Linked DNA regions of Takifugu rubripes: region 2 is linked to region 1. A link is a contact called in public Hi-C data. All regions are on one chromosome and are shown on one strand. The core of a region is the stretch at or near the end of the contact, and the rest is flanking DNA. Distances in the headings are between cores, read along the strand shown. Region 1 holds the start of LOC101070449 (guanylyl cyclase-activating protein 2-like). Region 2 holds the start of slc35c1 (solute carrier family 35 member C1).

Region 1 (3,550 bases), core at 560-3,059:
GCGTCCCAGCGCTCCCATGTGCAGGATGTATGATGAGTTTGACAGTAAAACAAATGCTACAGGAATCCGCACCCCCCCCCAAAAATAATAATAATAATACAACATTGCACAACAACCAGACAACTAAAACTGCACAACAACTAGGGCAATACATCTTATAGAAAGCAAGTCCTGTATTTGGAGCAAATGATGGAGGATAGCTAGCTACTAGACAGACAGACAGACAGACAGACAGGCAGCTAGACAGGCAGACAGACAGACAGACAGACAGACAGACAGACAGACAGGCAGGCAGGCAGGCAGGCAGACAGACAGACAGACAGACAGGCAGGCAGACAGACAGACAGACAGGCAGACAGACAGGCAGGCAGGCAGATAGATGAAAGCCTTTTTTAAGCCTTTTGCTGACAGAAGGTTGAGCAGAGGAAAAATTAAAAATCAATGTGTCCTCTCATCCTTGATATTCTTCTCTTTTCAACACTGGCAGCAACCTCCAAAGACTCTTAATCACACGTGTCGTGTCATTGAAGAACAGCCCCCAGGAGCACCGCGGCAACCTTGAGTTGTGTTTTTTTTTTTTTTTTTTTTAACAATGAAGATAGTTCGACCCAGAAATTAACTGCTCGAATCAAAGCTGCAGAAACAACCGAGGGGAATCCTGAACTGATTGGAGAATATTCCAAGAGAGCGGAACTATCGGAAAGTTCTCAGCAGGTCCGGTTGGGGTCTCTTTTCTTCTGTTCTTCTGCACGGACTGAACTCATCAGTCGTTCCCTGTCCCACCACTCATCAGAGAAGTGCCACCAGATGGGTATTGATCCTATTGATGCCTCTTTATTACCACGCTGATGTTTTTGACGGGAAAAACCCCCATTGTTTTTACTTCCTGACAGTCAAGTGGACGTAAAATCCTCTCCTGGCCCATTTGAAGCGACTGAATATGATAGAGATAGAGGTAAGAACTATCATTGTTATAATGAGGACAGTTTTACAGAGAGCCACTTTTGTGAAAAGATACCTCCATTATTATCACTCTGCAGTGAAGCAGGATGAGGACGCTCTTAGCTGTCAGCAGAGACACCGTCAGATGTCTGACAGGAGTCGGATGATGAAGATCGCGTCGCGTGGTGAATAATCAGGGCCTCTCCATCATCTATCATGTCCAATAATCTGCACATGCCGTGCAAATGACCTCAGTGACCTTGTCATCCCGGCACAAGGGTAAAGACTCACAACGAAACAGCCTCCAGAAAACCAGGTTTGCTGGCAAAACATCTGCGCTCTTACTTGGGGCAGTGCGAACTTTAATCTTAATCCAAAAATGCCATTAATTGTGTCCTCACGGAAGTGGCGCACACGCTTTACATTACCTGCTGTTCTCTTCTCCCATTAACGACTGTTCTAAAGAAATCCCAGAGGGAAGCCACAATCTCTGAACGCTACCTCTCGCAGTCGCAGTTTGAGCTGTGACATTAGAAGATGAAAAACCACTTACAATTTCTGAATAAAGCTTCTTAAGTGGTCACCATGATCCCCTGTGGATGCCCCCAGCCTTTTTGCAGCTTCAAATGAAAAAGAATAAACTGACTTTTGCTCTAGGGATGAATGTAAAAATGCAACAATTTATTTAAAAAAAGAATATATATATATATATATATATATATATAAAATCTTAACCCTTTTGAATCCAGAAGATGGTTCATTAGAGCCAATTTTCTGCAAGACCTGAAATGATCAAATCCTATTGCATACACCTGTTGACACATCATTTAAGATCGAATACACACAAACTAGACCCATCCCTCTTATATAATGAATGCTCACCTGTGCATGGATGCATAATTTATCATCTGAGCCTTTTTAAGGTAAATAAAATTGCTTTCCTCCGTATTGAAAAAGAGTAACAGATGGGAAAGAACTCTCTTATGGGACATGATGAGAAAGAGGTGATCAACGTGGCTTCGGACACCACACGTGTGAGGGTTTGTTGTCACCTAGTGGTTGGATTAAGGTATTTTTACCTATTTAATCAAAGGAGAACCAGAATCAAGTTTCAGGTTCCTTTCAAGATCACAGATTTTCCATGTGGCGTTTACATGGTATGTCCGTACCAGTATGGTTTTTTTTCTAGGGAATCCTGATTCCTTTCACAAGTCAAATTTATGAATCCGGTGAACGAGAAACTCTAAGAGGTGAGGAAGAATGCGGAATAACCGAGCAGGAAAACACATTTTATAAATATAGATATATACAAAATAAAAAAATATTTAATTTTCTGATTTGTAAGATGAGAAACTATATATTTGGATTTCTATATTTGTACGTGTAAAGCTACACTAGTGAAACAATAGCGTCATCTTCTGGACATAATGCTTCACCGCTCCCAGTTAATTAATCTGTTCAAATGTTTGTTTTAATTTTTATTTTACTTATTCAAATTAAAGAGAAAACTGACAACATGCTGATTTGCCAAACATCCGCTTGCACAAATACCATAAATTGATTTTATCTAGGTTAATCTGACTTCTTGTGCCAGAGAATTTGAGGGAGACGGGCTGATTATACACTCCTGCTCCAGTTAAACTGTGCAGTCTCGCTCTGGCGTTGTGACACGCACCGTTGCACCGTTTCTCAAGGGTAGAGTCGTACTAAAGATTAGAGACAGAAACCGGCAGACACTGAATTCCTCTGATGCAGATATTTCCTCCACTGGTACAATTGACATCTTCATTATTTATCTGCGCTCTTAAGGGCTTTTTTTTTTTTTTTTTTAACAACAAAAAGCTGCAAAAGCGTGCAACCAAATTGGTCTTGAAGCATAATAACATGCAGTGAGTTTGAATTAGTGTGGAATTAGTAGGAGTTGTCCTGAAACTCAGACAATTTTGCACTAAATGAAGCCAAAGCAAACAAATGATTTAGAGATTAATTAATTAGAATGCACTCAAGGAGTCTCTGTCAGTACCCTTGGAAAGATTTGGCAGCCCCCTTATCCGCAGGACTCATGCAATCTAATTACAAGAGACTGACACATCAATTCCAAACTAGGGAGACCTAATGCGACTTTGCAGCTTCTTTTTTAGAACCAGAAAAACAGCACAACATTCGATCGGTGTCACAATTTGGGAATCTTTATAGGGCATCTCAGCTTCAGCATCACAGCCTTAAAACAGCCTGTCTGGCTGTTCTGAAAGACAATTAATAGTGAAGGTGCACTTCAACTTTCACAGCCACTAGATAGCTAGAAACATTAAAATGGTATTTTATGTTGCGTTACTTTATCCTACATTGGGAAGAGCCTAGAGAAATAAAGAAAAAACCTGAGGAAAACCTGATATGGCCAAACAAACCTAAAGGATTAGCTGTAGATAAACTGTAACAATAATTCACGAACTGTACAATCCCTCATCTCGAACCCCTGTGAGTTAGCTCCGGAAACTAACATCTGCATTGAAAGGATTACCGGTAGTTTCTGTCACTAAACCAAAAACAGGTTGATGTGTGGTTAGAACAGCTCTCTTTAATGAGTTAATCCCTCATTTGGTTACTG
Region 2 (3,904 bases), core at 800-3,299, 130 kb before region 1:
TGAACGCCCCACGGTGTAGAAAGCCACTCCGACATGCTTCAGACAGAGGTTGTTGAAGGTGATCATGCAGATGAACACCACGGACAGCGGCAGGACCTCCCGGGACGTCTTCAGGTCGAAACTGACCGAGGGGAAGTCGATGATCCCCGGGCAAAAGCCGGACAGCAGCTGCATGACCCTGCAGAGTCCGACCGTCACCGCGCATTGGTAGAAAGTGACGAACAGCGGCGCGTCCAACTCCCGGTTGTCCAATAGGTAATTATTAAGGAACACCATGGTAATGGAGACAAACCAGTAGAGTGCGACCACAGCAGCGATCCTGGCTGACCGGAATATAAAGGTCTCTCCCTGTCCGTCCGGGGTCGTTGTTTCCGAGCCTGCGAGAGCCATCTTTAGTATGCTGGACCTCTTCAGCTGGATCCTGATCATGTTGACACAAAGAGGAAACTTTTTATAAAAATTAATGAATCTGAATAATTTACATAAACCCACATGTGGTTAGAAACTGTCTGCGCGATAAGAACTACAATACACACAGAGCCCCTGCCGACATTTCCGTGAATTTCACTTCCGCCTTCCGGTGTTATTCTTTCAGAATAATACACTTCCTCACGATTTCAGAGTAAAATCATTGTCTTTATTGGATTGCACTCTGGGTTTCATTAAAAGGAACAAAAACAATCCTATTGAAAGCAATAGGATTGGAAAGCAATAATGGTGAAAGAAGCAATGCTGCAGTGTTCCACACCAAAGGTTTCAATCTTTGATCAAGTTTACATATTTACCCCTCAACAAAAATACAGAGTTGGTAAATGTAAAAAGTGTATCACTTACCCTCTAAAAAATTCACACATATAAACAAGTCAACAGGTGCACCGAGGCAGGAGACAAATAAGAAACCAGTATTTACAGTAAAATGTCGGAATTTTAGCGACACTGAACACATGAGGCAAAATTTAGATTTTAGAAAATAAAACATCCAAAAAAAAAAAAAACACAACAAAATGTGTGTACAAGGTACAAACATCACGATTCCCAGTGAAAAAATAAAATAAAACAAAATAAAATTCTATACAAATGAATCCATGACATAAATCATTGCGAATAACACAAGACCCAGGTGGGAAAGTCAGTGCAAAACGTTTTGTTGTTTCTTTTTACAATTTATAGTTATATGTTATAGTCTTGTCAGCGCACATAATCGCAGGTGGTATCGGTGAAACCGAACCCTGCTCGTCCCACCATGAGACGGTGTAAACACTGAGTACTGCGTGTTGACGTGCGCGTCAAGGACGCACTTGGTGAGTCAGCTACGACGCCTGCGTAACGTTTACGTCACTTCTGCCTCATTAAATTCGAATTGGTATATCAAAAATATCCAAACCTAAATCACATTTTTGCAAGCCTTCGCCTCTGTAACATTCATCTCGACAAGGGATCTTTGAGGACGCGCCGAGCTCACAGCACTAATCCATAATTATGTCGAACGCGCAACATGCTTCTCTGTAACTCACAGTGGGAACTGTTGCAGTTTCCTCGTCTGTGCGCGTTTGTGTGCCACAAAAAGTTATAGTTGCGCGTAGGATGAAAAAAAAAAAGTCAAAACAACTTTTCTAGGCAGCTGTAGCCGAAATTGGCTTCACTTCCCTTCTGAGAGAATTTTGGTGCCGTGGATTGTGACATTGTGATTGATATTGGGTTGGAACGCGTTCCTTACCTCAATGTTGCTCTCTGTGGGATTGATAACTCCCGGATTTAGTCAGAGGAGACCTGTGTTCCCTTCCTAGTATCTCACTCCTCCCAAGTATCTCACTCCTCCCAGCACAGAAACGGTACGAACAGGTTTTGCATGTTTCGAGCTGCCGCACTTCGCTCAGGAACAAGCTCAGGAACGACGTTTTAAACCCTAAATATGATTAAAATAAAACCACGTCGCATAGCTTCTAGTAAAATGCAACCAAAAACACACACATTTACATGTATATAAAGTTAATGGGAAACCAGGTAGAGCAGCACGCATTAAAGCCTAACTGGGCGTGGCAGCCCTTAAGAAATATTACGTCAACCGATAAAAGACAATGGTCAAATATTTACTCACACGATATTTAACCCTCAAGGTTCCCGCTTTAAAGCTGAACTGCAAATATGTGGCATTTTCTTTGATATTTCGATATCGGTCATTCTATTTAAACGAAAAGGGCCCAATATGAATACAGCTCAAAGGCCATTGACGCACGCCCAATGTGAAAAACCCCATCAAGTGTTTAGTACAATTTCATGTCAGTGAACACGAAGAAAGTAAAATTGATTTACTGGGAAAAACAAAACAAAAAACAGTTTTGGTTTTTGCAGGGACTGTCATGTGATGACCCTTGCTGTAGTACATTGATAGAACACTAGATGGCAGAAAATAATCACATTTAAAATGAATGCAGCTCTAAGCACAGTAGAATGAAGTTTAATTTCATAACGATGGCAATTTTTTCAATACATCGTCTTCCAGAAGAAAATTTAAAAGTACCAGCCATCACCAATATGTACCTTGATGGTTTATGAAATATATATGCAGTCACTAAAATAATGAGGTGGTTTAATGTGCCTGGCAGTCTGAAGAACAGCCTGCCTGTCAAAGACTAGAGTCGGGTGAAAAGGCACGTCCATCTAAACAAACATTTACTTCCATTTGCTGTGAACCTTTTTGGTTATGACAGGGCTTGATGACATTAATTCAAACATCAACGGGGAATTTCAGGGTCACATTTTCACGAGGGTGCATAAATGGAGCGTGTGTGTCTGTGTGTCTCAGGAGACTAAAGACGTCTTCACATGTATTGACGGCAGCTTGATGCATCAAGGAAAATCAAATACGACAACCTTTCAGCGAGTGAAATGTCATCCTGGAGCCGTAGTATCTGCTGGTAGAATGTTCTCTCGGCTCTACTGTCACGAAGCGGTGCAAATAAACCTTCATTTCTCCCCCTCAATATGTGCATATCTGTAAATATGATAACTGTTAATTTCACACTTTCAATGCAGGCTCGGTGGTTCATGTATTATGTACGTTTCTGCTCCTTCCCCTGTCAAACCCGCTGTCTTCTTGCTGTCATATTGCTGTTGTGACTGTTGTTTGGTGTCACATTTTCTGCAGCAGTGGGCCATTAGTCACTTTAGCCGCTCAGTCCTTGGTGCACTTCAATATGCTCTCCGAAAAATTCCACATTTTCCCCAGGAACTCGGAGGCACATTCCACCCAGACTGGCTGTGAATCCATCAGCGGGTGTCCACATCCTCACTGTGCTCCGGTGTATTCAATTTGGAGGGAGAGAAAACTCCATGCTGGGGTCAGGATTTGCTATTCACAAGCATATCTGACTCCGTGACCCCTGTCTGCTGGGGAGATTTCTGCACTTTATTAGAAGGGAAAGGAAGTGAAGAGATGCTGCTTCTCATGTCACAAGCATCTCATTGGAATACGCAAATAGGCAGCAATTTTCAGCTGAAAAATAAACTGCAGGTATAATTATATGAAAGGCAGAAACCTCAGACAGACCCCAGCTCTGCCCTAAATGATCACCCCATAATATCCTGACCTTTCCAGGGATGCAACACAGTTTATTGTGTATATATAGCAGTCAAGCATGCAGTGATGAGTGTGTGTGTGTGTGTGTGTGTGTGTGTGTGTGTATGTGTGTGTGTGTGATGGGAGGTTAAAACTTGGCATATTTGAGGTGAAAAACCATTTGCAAACTTTGAGAAGTGAATATAATGACTATTAATATCGGTGCAACCCGAGAAGCTTTCCAACTTTCTGTGCTTCAAACTTTTTTTTTGCTGCAAAGAGCGTTTGACTTGTGTTTCACAGCTTATAGGCGCTTCTTCGGTGCACACTTGGCCTCCTGTAAGT

The links. Hi-C and Micro-C count contacts between places; a contact is called where the count stands out from the background.
Region 2: a contact with region 1 is called in a Hi-C map of an unstated tissue, with 9 times the contacts expected there. The contact joins the promoter of slc35c1 here to the promoter of LOC101070449 in region 1. A contact is called at or near these places in 2 of 2 Hi-C or Micro-C datasets (muscle and an unstated tissue).

The regions. Positions count from the first base shown.
Region 1 is chr13:12,864,394-12,867,943 of fTakRub1.2, reverse strand. LOC101070449 (guanylyl cyclase-activating protein 2-like) reads left to right here and starts at 1,809. Exons shown (of 5, transcript XM_029846777.1): 1 at 1,809-1,865. LOC115252212 (a long non-coding RNA gene) reads left to right here and starts at 618. Exons shown (of 3, transcript XR_003890627.1): 1 at 618-811; 2 at 894-955; 3 at 1,041-1,523.
Region 2 is chr13:12,995,543-12,999,446 of fTakRub1.2, reverse strand. It overlaps slc35c1 (solute carrier family 35 member C1), which reads right to left and starts at 2,049. Exons shown (of 3, transcript XM_011609887.2): 1 at 1,718-2,049; 2 at 1-421. The coding sequence starts at 390.